2 separate regions of the Hordeum vulgare genome follow, and region 1 is linked to region 2. Evidence: chromatin contacts called from public Hi-C data. All regions are on one chromosome and are shown on one strand. Each heading gives the region's core, a stretch centred on a gene start, on an enhancer-like site or on the middle of the called end of the contact. The rest is flanking DNA. Distances are from core to core; before and after follow the strand shown. Region 1 holds the start of LOC123448854 (putative zinc finger CCCH domain-containing protein 21). Region 2 has its middle 44 kb from the start of LOC123448851.

Region 1 (6,869 bases), core at 1,109-3,608, 540 kb before region 2:
CTCTGTTAATAGAGTTCTCAAACAGGGAATTTTTATTATTCCCCTCACTAATGTGACTAACAATATATTGTTAAAATGGTAGTTTGTTTCTTAACTTCTGAAAGATCTTCCTGGCATCTTGGGCATGAACAAAATAAAAATTGGGAAAATATTAATTAGTAAGAAAAAAGATCAGGAAGGTTTGATTTTGTGTACTTATACTGTTATACAAAGATGTAGATGTCCCAGTTTAGTCGGTATAGACAAAGCAAAGTGAAGTATAGGAAGAAGTTCTCAAAGTATATATCTGAACAGCAGCAAGAGAGTGTAAAAGAAAATCCTGTATTGACTCTTATGTATTTACATATATCCAGATGTGTAGGTAACTAACAACAGTCTGTGGCTATGACAATGTAAAAGACAGGAAAGCAAAAAGGCAATGCCAATCCACTAAAAAAATCATAACGTGAGCCTGTCCATGTAATATAACAATTAACTCTGGCACTATTACAAACCCTTACAAAGAAATCATTATTGCCAACCACCTTTTCTGGATATTCCTTGTATTGAAGCAGCAATGAAGCTATATTTCTAGAGCGCTCAGGACTAAAACAAATCAAGCAAACCACATATCATGCAGAGAGGAAAACATGTGCTCCCTCTCTAAAGAAATATAAGAGTGTTTGATCTAAACGCTCTTATATTTCTTTTGTGATCTAAATGCTCTTAGTGATTTATTTTAGTGATCTAAACGCTCTTATATTTCTTCACGGAGGGAGTACTATAAATCCGAAAGTTAATTGGCACCTGAAGAATTAACTGATAAACTGGAAGGTTGACATCACATTGTAAATATAAGATTGCAGTGGTAAGTGGTAACTTGCTGCCAGTTTGTTTGATTGTTGTGTTTTTCAAGGCTTGATTGCATGCCCCATGATTGCACATAATAATTACATAAAAATAAATATTATCATACGTACATCAGGTCTACTTAACAATATATGGTACAACTTACTGAGCATGTCAATGATTTCAAACAGGGACGATAATAAATCTTAAACCTACACTTCTTGCACATGCATCAATACACTAAATCACCGAGGCTACCAGCTAGCCCTAGGCTTGGGAGTGGTCACCAAGTGCTTGCCATTATCTCGCCCTTTTCAGATGAAAGCAATACAGGTATATACTTCCATCGTACACCTCATAGGGAAAATGCGAGCATGACTGTACTAGATAATGGTCAGATTATTGTAGAGTCCCAGCAGAACGGGTCTTGCTAATGCTCCAGCAGATAGCTATGCCAACTTTGCGTGGTGGCGAGGGTGCAAACTTCAGCGGATGCTGCCACAGGGAGGCGCTCAGTCTGCAAGATGAGTGGCCTTGGGGAGGCAGAGGCGGGCTCCACACAGACATAACCCCAACAAATTAAGGCCTGTGGAGGTGGGGGTGGCTGCCGGATTGAATTCATCGCTGGTGACTGGAGATATTTTTCTTGTCTTCTCGAGGGAGGCTGGGATACAGAGGAAGAGATGGATTGCGTCTGTCGGAGAGAGCAGATGGTGAGGCGCCTCTGCTACTTCATCTGACGGCAAAACATGCATCATATGCAGATCAGACGGACAAATATCCCTAGCTGCTAGGATTAATGTGGAGTCTCCAATTAGTAAACATAAGTATAAGATGGATCGTTGTTTCTTGTTTTTTTCCATAACTGAAAAAAGAAAGTTCATTTAACTGAAGCAAATCATGCAACTCAAAAGCTTAACCTCATTTCTCTTCCATATCAGGGAAAAAAATCAGCTCGGCGTCGATGAAGAATCTGGTAGAGCACTACAAGATCCCAGTGGATGGCAAAGCGCACCGTGCAATGCGTGATGTGACCGCCCTGTGTTATGTGCTCCAGAAGTTGACGTTCGAGTTGAAACTAACAGTTCCGCAGCTTCTTGAGAAGTCGTTCCGGGTCTCTGATATCCAGACGACGCCCCCTAAAAAATGACTGCTGACACCCTCACCTGAACAATATCTGGAAACTCTAGATTATTTCATCGGCGTTGTATTACGGAGCTGTTATTCGCAGACCCTAGCCCTGATTTCTTTGCTGTTTCAACAGCAGAACAACGATACATTCCTGATTGTTACGTTGATATTTTGGTCAGCAGTTCAGTGCTCAATATTACTGATACTTGCTGGCTCTGTACTGTTGTACACTATCTGAACCATTATATGCACAATGCTAAATTCAGAGCTGCGGCATCAGTATAGATTCCAAATGGAGTGCTCTTACTGTTTCTTCAGGAACGCTCTAAACGGAATAGAGCTACTCTACTTTTTAGCAGTAACTGGGAGAAAAACTGGGAGAAAAGTCGATTCTACCCTTGTTGAGTTGAGCAGGCGCTGAACAAGGAAGGGAAATCAGGTCATTTTCACTTTATTCATTTCGACGGCCTTGATACTGCAGCTAACGTATGCTCCTTTTCGACGGCCTTGATACTGCAGCTAACGTATACTCCTTTTTGACGGCCTTGATTCATTTCGAGTACCAGATAACGCAGTTGTTCAACTTAACGCAGGAGCTCGTCGCGTCAGATAAAGAGGAGAAAAGTCGTTCCTGCCCTTGGTCTTAGTGACATGGACGGGGGCTCTATATAAGGCAGGGCAATCAAGTCACTTCGACCTGTCTCTCAAACTGCCACTGCTTCCCTCCAATTTCCGAAGCCGAGCTCCTCATCGTCTCGCTCTCTGCTACCCTGTTCGCAGCTCGGGCTCTCCAGTGGAGGCCATGGAGGGGGAGCTCGGGTACCTCTCGCCTGCGGGGTCCTCCTGCGTCTCCACCGAGGGCTTCGGCTCGTCGCCGCGGGAGAAGCTGCTCGCCTTCACTCCCTCGTCGCGCGTATCCGACGGCCACCGCAAGGGAGGCCTGCTCAGCTCGCCCACATGGGGGTCATCATCGGCGGAGACGCAGCTCCACTCGCCCTCCTCGTGCGTCTCCGACGGCCGCTACGTCTCGCCGCTCCGCGTGTCGGCGGAGCAGGCGAGCGAGGTGCGCGAGGCGGAGAGGCTCCTGCGCGCGATCGCCGACCGCTACGACGACTGCTTCCTGCGCCTGCGCGACGCCACGGCCGAGGCCGCTGACCTCCGCCTCGAGCGCCTCCGCCTCAGAGCGGAGAACATGCACCTGTCCCTCCTCCTCGAGGAGCTCGAGGCCGATCAGGGGAAGCGGGCGATCGCGGCGGCTCCGACACTACCGCCGAAGCCGACGGAGGGGGTAGCAGCACGCGGGGGCGCGCCGAAGAGCATTTCCATCCGTTCCAAGTGCTACCTCTCGCAGGCAAAGCAGCCGCAGGGCGAGGCAGAGGCGCAGCGCCTCCATGTTCGTCCGCCTCCTTCGATCGAGGTAAACCCGCAAATCCTACTGCTTACGAATTCACTGCTTTATTTCGCCATGAATCGCTTGTTTATCTGCTCCGAACTCGAAAATTTGCGGCGAAACCCTCGAATACAGTTCAATAGTTCCAGTTCCTGCAAAATTCGTAGTAATCGTGGAGAAATTTGGTTTGTGATGCAATTAGATGGTGAAATAACAAGTTGCCTGCAAAATTAGACGATCCCTGGTAGTACGGTGCTCTATTTGTAATTTGAAGATAGCATCAAGCAGCAGATTATGTTGAATTAGCTAATTTTGTACTCAGAATCGTAATACTCTGCTTTCCGGTTCAGCTACAGAGGCAGAGTCGCTTGATGCAGTAAGTCGAACTGCATTGCAGAGTCGCTTAATTGAGGAGAAATTAGGTGTGTGTGACGCAATTATATGGTTAGAGGGGAAGTTTAAACCTGCAAAATCAGACGAAACTCTGGCAGTATGACGTTCTATTAATGATTTGACAATCGCATTTAGCATCAGGTTGTGTTCATAATTAGCAAATTTTGTACTGTGCTTGACAGTCATAGCTTTCAACCTATAGTGTTGGCAGTTGCTTGATGCAGAAGTAAGCCCAACCTATATTTTCAGTTTACGCTGCAACTGGATCAGGAATTTCCGAAGTTATGTTGGAATCACACAAAATCTTATCACGTCATGGCTTGCTTGGGATTCAATTGCAGGAAGAAACTGTATTGAACTTGCTTAATTTTTCTTCAGAAATACTAGTATTGAACCGGCTACTTGTTGTTGGCAATTTCATGTTACAAAGCGGTCATTAATCGAAGAGATAGGGTATTGATTTGTCTTAACTCGACAAAACCAAACAATCATTTCGAGAAATTTCATTGGGAATTCATATCCGTATGATTGGTCTTTATTTTTTCTTGAATCGTATGATTGATCTTGTAATGTGGAATGGTGATTGCAGCAGGCAGGGGAGGACGAGGCCAAGGGGGATGGAGAAGTGGTCGAGCTGGAGGCGTACAGGCAGGGCACCAAGAAGACGGAGCTGTGCAACAAGTGGGAAGGCGGCGCCTGCTCCTACGGCAGCCGGTGCCGGTTCGCGCACGGCCTGCAGGACATGCGCCCCGTCATCCGCCACCCGCGCTACAAGACCCTACCCTGCCAGATGTTTGCTGCCGCGTCTGGCTGCCCCTACGGCCACCGCTGCCACTTCCGTCACTCGCCAGCGCCCGCCGCCCAGTCCTACTAGTCCACCGCCGCGGCCACCAACACCAACTGCTCGTCGTCTCCTACTGCCGTGTAATGGCACCCTCTCCTCCGACCTGCCTTCCTCCCCTCATTGCCTACGCATGCCTGATGCCTTCACCAGGGACTGCTTGGGTTACGTGTCATAGAATCAGCAGTAGCACATTGAGCTCATTTAATCAGCAGCTTAAAGTTTAAGAAACTTAAAATCAGTAATAGCTGTTTTTAGAAGAGTTAAAATCTGTAGCTTATAGTAGTAAAATAAAGCGACCTGTTGGTTCAGGGAAGGAAAACAGTAGTGGCAGTGTCTAGCCAGTGATGGGCCAAATGGGCCGTGTATGACTTGTGTGAGCTTTGGGGAAAAAAGCTACTACTCTTTTTTGGATGGGTATTGGACTAGGCCCGCATTTATATGCCAAAGTGTTTTGTGGATGGGTATTGGACTAGGCCCAGCATGCCCAGACTTTAGAGGCCAAAGTGTTTTATGTTTAACTCAAACAAACAAAAGAAAATAACTCTCCATGTTGCTGCTTGCCTGCTTAGTGCTCTGGATGATTGCCGCTGCCCGTAGAAAAAAAACTGAGAGTTTGGTTGATTGCAGTTCACAAATCATTTCCGTCAAACAAGATTGAAAATTATATCAATATCAGTACTAACGATTGCTGGTGAAAGGAGTCATGATCCGAAATACACAGGAGCTCATGGGTGCTCCACCACCTATATGAATATTAAATTCAAACAATATCAAATTTCTTTTTAAAAAAGCTGAAGTCTTGAGGTATCAAACTTGGGTGCCCTATCTACTCCCGTGTGAAGTTTCGTGAAAAAATACCAACAAATTTATCCGTGGCGAAGAAAAGAAAAGATACCTATAGATGTATCCGTGGCGAAGAAAATACACTCCGACCTAAGATCCTTTTGAAGATTTTTTTCCTATACATGGGAGTTCTTTTTTGTCCTTTTTATTCGGAATATCGCTTTTGCCATTATTTCATGAAACTTCACATGGGAGTAGATTAAGTATCCAGGTTTGTTATCTCCAAATTCCAGATTTTTTGAATTTTTTTCTATTTTTTTGAATTTAATGTTTATATAGGGGGGTGGAGCAATCGGGAGATCCAAATCCTCTTATGTCATTATCCATGTTACTTAAACCCCTCTGCAAGACTGGAAATGTATGGGCTTCCGAGGGTTTGTCGTGATCCTTATTTTTCTAAACTTTATGTGGTGAATCTCAGGTTACTTGTTTCATCTATTAGCAAAAATCAACTTGTATAATGATGGGGATGCACAAATGTGTCGATATTTGAGCAATTTCTTATTAAGTTTTATAAAAAAGTTGATAAATAAAACATGATAATCATAGTACAGATGATAATTGCATCGAAGTCACAAGGTAACATAAGCAGTCATGCAATTGGGCACATAACATACGAACAACATATCCTTATTGATGACCCGTATGCAATCCGTAACAGAAGGGAAAAAGAGACATGCGGTGCAGTGAAACAAGATGCATATGCATTGTTTTTCATGTTGCCGAGGAGGTGGTCAGCGTCGAAGAAGTACTCGTCGTGCTCATCCACGGTGGATGTAGATCCAGCAGTCGCACTAGAGTACTCCCTAAAAACCCGACCGCTCCTCTCGCATACTGGATCACAAGAGGTGAGGTTTTGAAAACACGTTGTCTCACTTTGCAATGCACGCCGAGAAGCGAGATGAGAAAACGGTAGGCGGCGCAACACTTGCAACTAGAAGGCAGTCGCTTTGGGAGAGATAAAGTGGCTTATTACTCCTATAAAGGATGTTGAAGTACCCGTCGGGGCCACCTCTTTGTGGTGGTTTCTGTCGCACCCTACTACTCCCACATGATTTGTTGGATTTCCCGAAGAGGAAGAGTGATCTAGCAGAACTGCAAAAAAGAATTTCTCTCAGTTAAAATCAAGGTTCAATCGAACCAATAGGAGGCACGGTACTAACAAAATTAGCAACATCTGCACACAACTACAAAAAATGCTTGCACTCGACAAAAGGCAAGAGGGTTATCAATGCTCTTATTTGTTGCTAGTTGTAAGATTAAAACTAATAGTGATAGGATAGTAGTTTGCAAGATAAAAAATAATAAAATAAGATAAAACGAGAAATGGGATAATAATTGTAGGAAGCTTTTATTAATGAGAACATAGACCCAAGGGACATAGGTTCACTAATGGCATATCTCCTCAAAGCATAGCAACAATGGGTACACAAATTGATG
Region 2 (6,983 bases), core at 4,046-6,545:
CCTACCATGACAACATCAGAGAGCTACAAGGCAGATTTAGGGAGTATGGACCCCTCATGAGTAGAGTGGTAAGTTGTGTTTATCCGTTTTGAATCGACGGTTGGATGAAATCTACTTTAGTGAGTGTGACTTGTCTATTCTTTTGCAGTCTTCGGAGCTGAACGAAATCATTTTTGATGGCTCGAATGCGCTAAGTTCTGCCCTCGGGTCTCGGGATACTGAGAAGAAGTTGAGGGGAACGGTGAAGGTAACAGTGAGCCTCCTACACTTTCATTCTTTCTTATGTTCTTGTTTGTTTGTAATCATAAACTTGATCCATATTATATTCTTGTTTCATTCTTATTGTAGAACTTCGTCAACAAATGTCGCAAGCTGGTGGGCCTGCTTGGGTGCGCTAGCACTGCTGATGCTTATGCTCCTGCAGCCCCGATGCGTAGCCTCGCTTCATCGAGCCATGTTGCCTCATGTCTAGGGTGGTTGAGGAGGATGAGGAGGAAGGTGAAGATGAAGAAGAAGACGAGGAGCGAGCGGAAGAAGAACAAGAGGAAGAAGAGGAACAAAGCGACGAGGAGGAGGAGTACGATGATGATGACGGACCTCCACCAACTCAGACAACCCAGCTTGAGAAGAAGAATGTGCCAAAGAGGGATTGGATAAGCCCATCTGTGTTTCAAAGAGCGCGTCCTTCTTAACGCAAGAAGAAGGTAGGTGAGACATGTTCAAAAAACAACGAGGAGCGTACCTCCAAAAGGGGAAGGAGCAAGTGAAGTTGCTACCATTGAACTAGTTAAACTATTTATGTTGGCTTTGTGAAATGATTTGGTATTTTTTGAACCGTTTGCTATGTGAAACTATTTGGATATGTGCTATGTTTCTTAGTTGAACTATTATTCGTATCGAGGTGTGATACATGTTATATTGTATTGATCTATACATATTTTATGTTTTTAAGTCTACAATATTGCTGAGGCATACAAATTAAACCGATAAAATATAAGTTATGTGTAAAAATGCACTATGATCACACCCTACCGTCAAGGTCCATGGCAGTAGGATGTGTAACCCTACCGCAGAAATTCTGCGAATCCAAGTGCCAGCACTGAGAACTGGAAATGTATGCATCCTATTGTTAGAGACCTCAACGGTAGGTTATCATAGCCTATCGTCACACACCCTAACGGTAGGTGTGTGCCAGGTCAACGCAAGGGTCGTTAAGTAAGCAGTTGTTGCCGTTAGCCTACCGTCGAAGACCCTGACGGTAGGCTACGTAACCCTACCGTCGAACAGCTTGACGGTAGCAAAAGGGCCAAATGTTGATATTTTTTCAAACCAAGATCAGATCCGCTTAAAATTGACAAAAAAAAGAGCATAAAACACGAAATTTTGCCTCCCCTCGTCGGCCATCGGAAGCGGGCAACGGTAACCCAAGAATTCAAACGGCCGCTCGTACGCCGGAGCCTCGCGCCACCGCTGTTCACTACATCTTGGCTCGGCTCGGTTCGTCTCGGGTGCGCTTGCGCGGAACGAAAGCGAGAGGAGGGCCCGAGCGGCGCGTCATCGGGCGGCCTGCCGCTGCCTCTCCACGAGGAAAAATGATTCAAGATGCAAAGTGGGCGCCGGCCCATGAAAGCTACGCTGGCGCTTCTCCCCTGTTGCGACGCTTGGAGCCTCCGAGTCTAATCTCGAGGTCAATGTCGAAGCAATTTGTCTGAGCAAATCATGCCTGCATATGGTGCAGATCCGAGCCCTGTTTTGCGAGTCAGACGATCCTTCTCCACCTGCTCACCCGTTTCATCAACCTGAACTGAATTACATGTGTGCATGACTCCTCTCAAAGTCGCACAAACTCACGGTGTTCTGCATTTCCGAAAATAAAACAGCGTGCTAGTAGTACAAGCCTACGACCATGATGTTGTTTCCTACGAATCGTTTTGGTAGCATGGCACCACGCCACAAAAGTGCACAGGCCGGTCTCCATCCTTTTTGTTCTCATTAATTTCCGGCGTTTGGTGCAAATCATGGGGTCCATCCCGTCCGAAACTCGGAGCGTGTAGTATGGAGTCCCAAGTTGCTGTCAAGAAATGAATTTAAGCGTGGGAGCAAATCTGCTAATGCGAGGCCGAAAGAGAGTATCCTGGCAAAGGTGTCATTAATTTCGCGATCTGTTCTTTTCCCTATCCTCTTTTGTTTTCTTATCACGCGATTATTCATTACTCTTTCCGTTCCTAAATATAAGTCTTTTTAAAGGTTTCACCAGGGATCTACATACGGATGTATATAGACAAATTTTAAAGTATAAATTCACTTATTTTGCTTCGTATATATTTTTCCAATGAAATCTCTAATAAGATTTATATTTAAGAACGGAGGGAGTAGTTTGGTAAAAACGGGTCTTCTTTTTTTTTAAAAAAAAAAGGAGGATGCACCCCCGGCCTCTGCATCTGGACGATGCATTCAACCATTTTATTAATTATTCATCAAGACCTTTACAAAGCAAAACATCAACACGCCCTGAAGCCATCATGTTGACAACACATGTCGCTACACCTATCCAATTGATGAAGGGGTGCCGAATGTCCGGGCCAAATACCAAAGAAACATCGCACCTAACCCTAACATCTAAAGCCGGATGCCCCATCCCAGCCACCCGTCGGAATTGGATGACACACCGGTCCGACGCACCCCCAGTGGGCACCAACGTACACGCTGCAAGGGCCGTCACCTTCGTCTTCCATCGATCCATCCTCAAAGCAGTTACTGATGCATCTACCTTGCGAGGCCTCTCTGCCATCGACGTCAACACGACGCCAGACATCGTCTTCCTCCTGCGTGAGTCCATCGCCACACATCGGACGCTAAGCCTCCACTGTTCCACGCTGCCGAGATCCATCACCATGAATATGTAGGATGAAGCACCACTCCACCAAAGATGTCGTCCATTTGTCCCTCGAGCCCGCGTACACCTCCAAGAAAGACGCCCCCAAGGAGGAAACAACACAAGAGTGCCGTCGTCATCTGATCTGCCGATCTAGGGTTTCCCCCAGGGGTATTGGGTGGAGTTGGGAGCTTCACCTCGATGATGCCTTCATGAAGAAACAACGATAAGGGCGCTGCCATCACCGGCTCGGGCCACTGGCCGAAGACAAGGTTTTCACCCGGATCCGTCCCAAAAAAATCCACCCGGCAACCTGTGCACCGTTCCGACCACCTTCAAAGCCCCAGATCTATCCGCCTAGATCCGACGACCATCCACGACAGCACTGCCATCATAGGAGCCCTGGCGCACCGGCCACTGCCTGAGTGTGCCACCACTGAAGCCTGAGAGAAGGGCTCCCACCCCACCTCGCCTGACCGCGAGAGCCGCTAAGATGGATCCCACGCGCTCGTCACCGTTTCTGATCCGAACGAATCCGTAGTAAGACCACAAGATCGCCGACGCAGATCCGCCTTGGACGGGGACTGCACCACGGCATGCCGTCGCGGACAGCCCGAGCTTAACATGCCGCCACCGTCCAGGGCCGCCGCCCCGGGATCCAGGCCGAACGTAGCCACCACCGAGCCGCCGGCCAGAGTCACCATGGCCTCCGTGACCACTCGGACGCGCCCAACAGCCTGCACCACCCGATCTTCCACGTCGCCTTGCAGCTTCGTCGCCTCCGCCCACCACGTCGTTGCCGCCTTGAGCCATTGTCGGAGGCGAGCCGCCGTGCTGCTGCGACACAGATCAAGGCGAGGCGCCCCAGCGCCGATGGGTGACCCGCCTCACCATATTCGGACACGGGAGGAAAGTGATCCTCCGCCGCCGCCATCGGCCGGCCAGGGCTTCGCACGACGGCTTCATCCAGCGGCGATGGAGGGGAGAACAGGGTGGAAGCGGCCCGGGAGCGGGGTGGATCTCCGCTTGAGTCGCCCTAGCAGGAGGCGACCCAGGCGTACGTCTAAAAGTGGGAAGAATTTCACTTTCCGGCCTCTGCACCAGGGATGCATACAACCATTTTAATATGAGTACCAAGATAAACATGATCCTCGGAATTTTTTAAATGGATATCAAGATTTTTTTGATGAGTGGTTTCACCACACGTCAAACTTGATCCTCAATAAATGGGAGAAAACTCCCTGTGCATTACCTGTCAATTCTAAAAATTGAACTCGGGTCGTTGGGCCGCACAACCGCATGCTTAACCACTGAGCCAAGGCTCTTTTTGCAAAAAAAAAAAAAAAAACCGGATCTTCTACTGGGATGGTTTTTTCCTTAAAAAATTAGAGTGTTTTCGGACCTCTTTAACGACGGATATCCATAATCAGAAGGTGTAGGTTTTGTATACCCTAACTATGTAAAGGCCGGATGCCTGTTCATTGTGTTTGTATCCACTCGATGCCTCATTTTAAGTTAATAAAATTCACTCTTTGTCGAAAAGAAAACTATATTTTTAGAAGTTTTCTTCTTTTTGCGGGGTAGAAGTGTTGTTAGCTGAACCTCCTAATATTCATGAGTTACTTTGCTTAGACTGTAATGCACTGTTGCATGCAGCATTTCGGAGCAAGCAATACGGATGGGCACTAATAGCTATAGCACAGATCAAACGCAGTGTGCCTTCACCTTGCCAAACCTTTATCAGATAACAATGAATCATACGCTAGAATCATACTCGTGCCTCTGCAGGTTACATAGCTGATGAATGTGACACTCGACAACTAAAGTATACACCTTCCAAGGAAAAACCAGAGTAACACACGGCACATCGGCTGCTCGTTTTCATCATATAATTCCCTTCCTTCGAATGATGCTCGCGCACTCGGGATTCGCCTCAGCGAGCGGTGGTCCAACAGTGATCGCCCATGGTGGCCCGTCCATGGATTCGCCGATCTGCTATGCTCGATTTCTAGGCCACAGTATCAGAGACTGGATTATAGCACTGCATCGATAATAATACAGTACTTGATAGTAGCTTCTTTTAGGCTTAGCTTCAGTTGGTATGGATATGATGGTATAGAACGTGATAACACTAACTAGTGGTACTAGGTCAGGTACTGATCCCCAACCCAAGCACGTACCGCCCGGCCGTTGCATGCCGTCTCTTGCATCGGAGGCAAACTTTGTGTGGCCCGTATAGCAGTGTCGGTCTCCGTTGGTGGTTCAAGTGCTAAGCGTTGTGCCAAGAAAGTAAGCAACAACCCCCACCTTACAGTTAAGTGGAAGCAAAGCCATTCCCTCCCCAAACCCTCCATTTCCTTTTCCTACTAAAGCTCGGTGGCGATGCGCGGACCAAAGCTTGGACGGGAAGTGATCGCTCCCCCAGAAACAATTGGGAAGTTTGTTGTTACGTCAGGAGGGAGCGATCGGTGGCTCCCCGTGATCATGCCGTCTATATCTTGCTTGACATCGAAAGCAGCTAGCGGCCTGATTTATGATGAAGCTTGAAAAATGCTCGACAGGAGGAAAAACAATGCGTCGTGTTGCTCACGCCTACCGCTTTGGCTGGACCGGATCGGTTGGATCACTTGCAGGTGTTTTACTGAAAGCGAGATCACTTGCAGCTCTCACGTCGAACTGAGAAAAGAAATGAAGAAAATAAGGACACAAGCTACAAGCCGACGAATAATCCTGACGAAACGCGACTTCAGAGCTATGGTTTCATGTTTCTTTTGCTAACAATGCTGCACCGGAGGCGTCCAAATCCCAGTCTCCTTTAGGCGGCTAGTCGTAACATAGTGTCGGGCAGAGGGGGAATCATGCAGCCGGAGAGATTGGCCTGCCTGCCTGTACTCAAGGAAAATGCAATCATAATCTCTGCTTTTAACTGAATGAATTGAATAATGGCCCATGCTTGCTTAGCAACAGTCCAGAACAGTGTTTTCCACTGTAGATGCACCTGCTAACCACTTTAGGAACTCTTCACCCCTTTCCCCTAGGGCAACTTGGGGAGCAAAATAGGATACTCTGATCTGTCTGGGTTAAAGGAAAGGCATGGTCCTGTCCATTAGTGGAATCTTGTAGCTGCAAATATCGGGGCACACATACACATATATCCCTAGTAAAACGAACAAACGAACACAACCGGTGTGTCCAAGCTTGTTGCTTATTCACCTAAAAAGCCCGCTGTTTATTGGTCATTGTTGGCAAATTGCGTGGAGACCGACACCTAAATTTGAATCTGCGAATCAATTATTTCCGTTTGCCAAAAGAGAGGAGAAAAATGGAAAAGGGGGAGAAGAGATGGTCCAAAGCTGGCTCTGGCTCCTTTTGCTGTGCGGTGGAGCTGGCTGCCTCTGATGAGAAGCACATGACGATGGGCTCAAGCAACACGCAAAAGAAACATATGCGCTCCTGACCCATGGGCCATGGAGTATATATTTCGATCTCTGCTGTAATCAAGGAGGCGGCCAGGTAGGCGGGCCTTGATCTTTGGGGGAATCATGTCTCGCACCGTAAAGGAGAAGGTGATGGTGGCAGCTAGCTTGGCATGTGATTATCCAAATGCAAAGCCGGACAAGTCGGTTGCACAGCAAAAGTGGCTCCGGCGGGAGACGCATGCAGCAGCGATGTGTTGTCAGTCTGCCACCGCCACCCACAAAGATGTTACTACGTACTGCTAATTCAGGGAAGTCGTATCAGTTAATCAGTACCCGAGTACGTGTCAGGCGCATAATTCCCCGAGGCAACGATCAAAAAGGAATACGTGAACATCAACAGCTACCAATGGTTTTTGCAGACATTAATTACTCCCTCCGTCTCAAAATAAGTGTCTTAACTTTGTACTAGCTCTAGTACAAAATTGTATTAAGCTTGAGACAGTTATTTTGGGAGGGAGGGAGTACGATCTTGCCTGTGCATGCAAAGCTTTGGCATACTTTAATTACCGGGACCCCAAAGCTTTACATGTGCGATCCCAGCCGTTCAGCATTTGAGCAAGAAAATACTATGGAGACTTTGGGATTGCATGCATGCCCTGTTTCATGAAGGAATGAGCGTCTGGGATTGC

What was found. Hi-C and Micro-C count contacts between places; a contact is called where the count stands out from the background.
Region 1: a Hi-C map of leaf shows a contact between it and region 2, with 2.7 times the contacts expected there. The contact joins the promoter of LOC123448854 here to the enhancer-like site in region 2. A contact is called at or near these places in 2 of 6 Hi-C or Micro-C datasets (leaf and seedling).

The regions. Positions count from the first base shown.
Region 1 is chr4H:437,679,654-437,686,522 of MorexV3_pseudomolecules_assembly, reverse strand. LOC123448854 (putative zinc finger CCCH domain-containing protein 21) reads left to right here and starts at 2,358. Exons shown (of 2, transcript XM_045125882.1): 1 at 2,358-3,376; 2 at 4,332-5,050. The coding sequence starts at 2,762. The coding sequence ends at 4,616. LOC123448853 (exonuclease DPD1, chloroplastic/mitochondrial-like) reads left to right here. Exons shown (of 4, transcript XM_045125880.1): 4 at 1,770-2,252. The coding sequence ends at 1,978.
Region 2 is chr4H:437,137,778-437,144,760 of MorexV3_pseudomolecules_assembly, reverse strand. No RefSeq gene overlaps it. Among protein-coding and RNA genes, the nearest start is that of LOC123448851, 44 kb to the left of the region's middle. Within about 2 kb of position 5,295, at least 2 of the 3 cell types and tissues checked have open chromatin away from gene starts, as enhancers often do. A contact at or near this core is called in leaf, where this site is marked.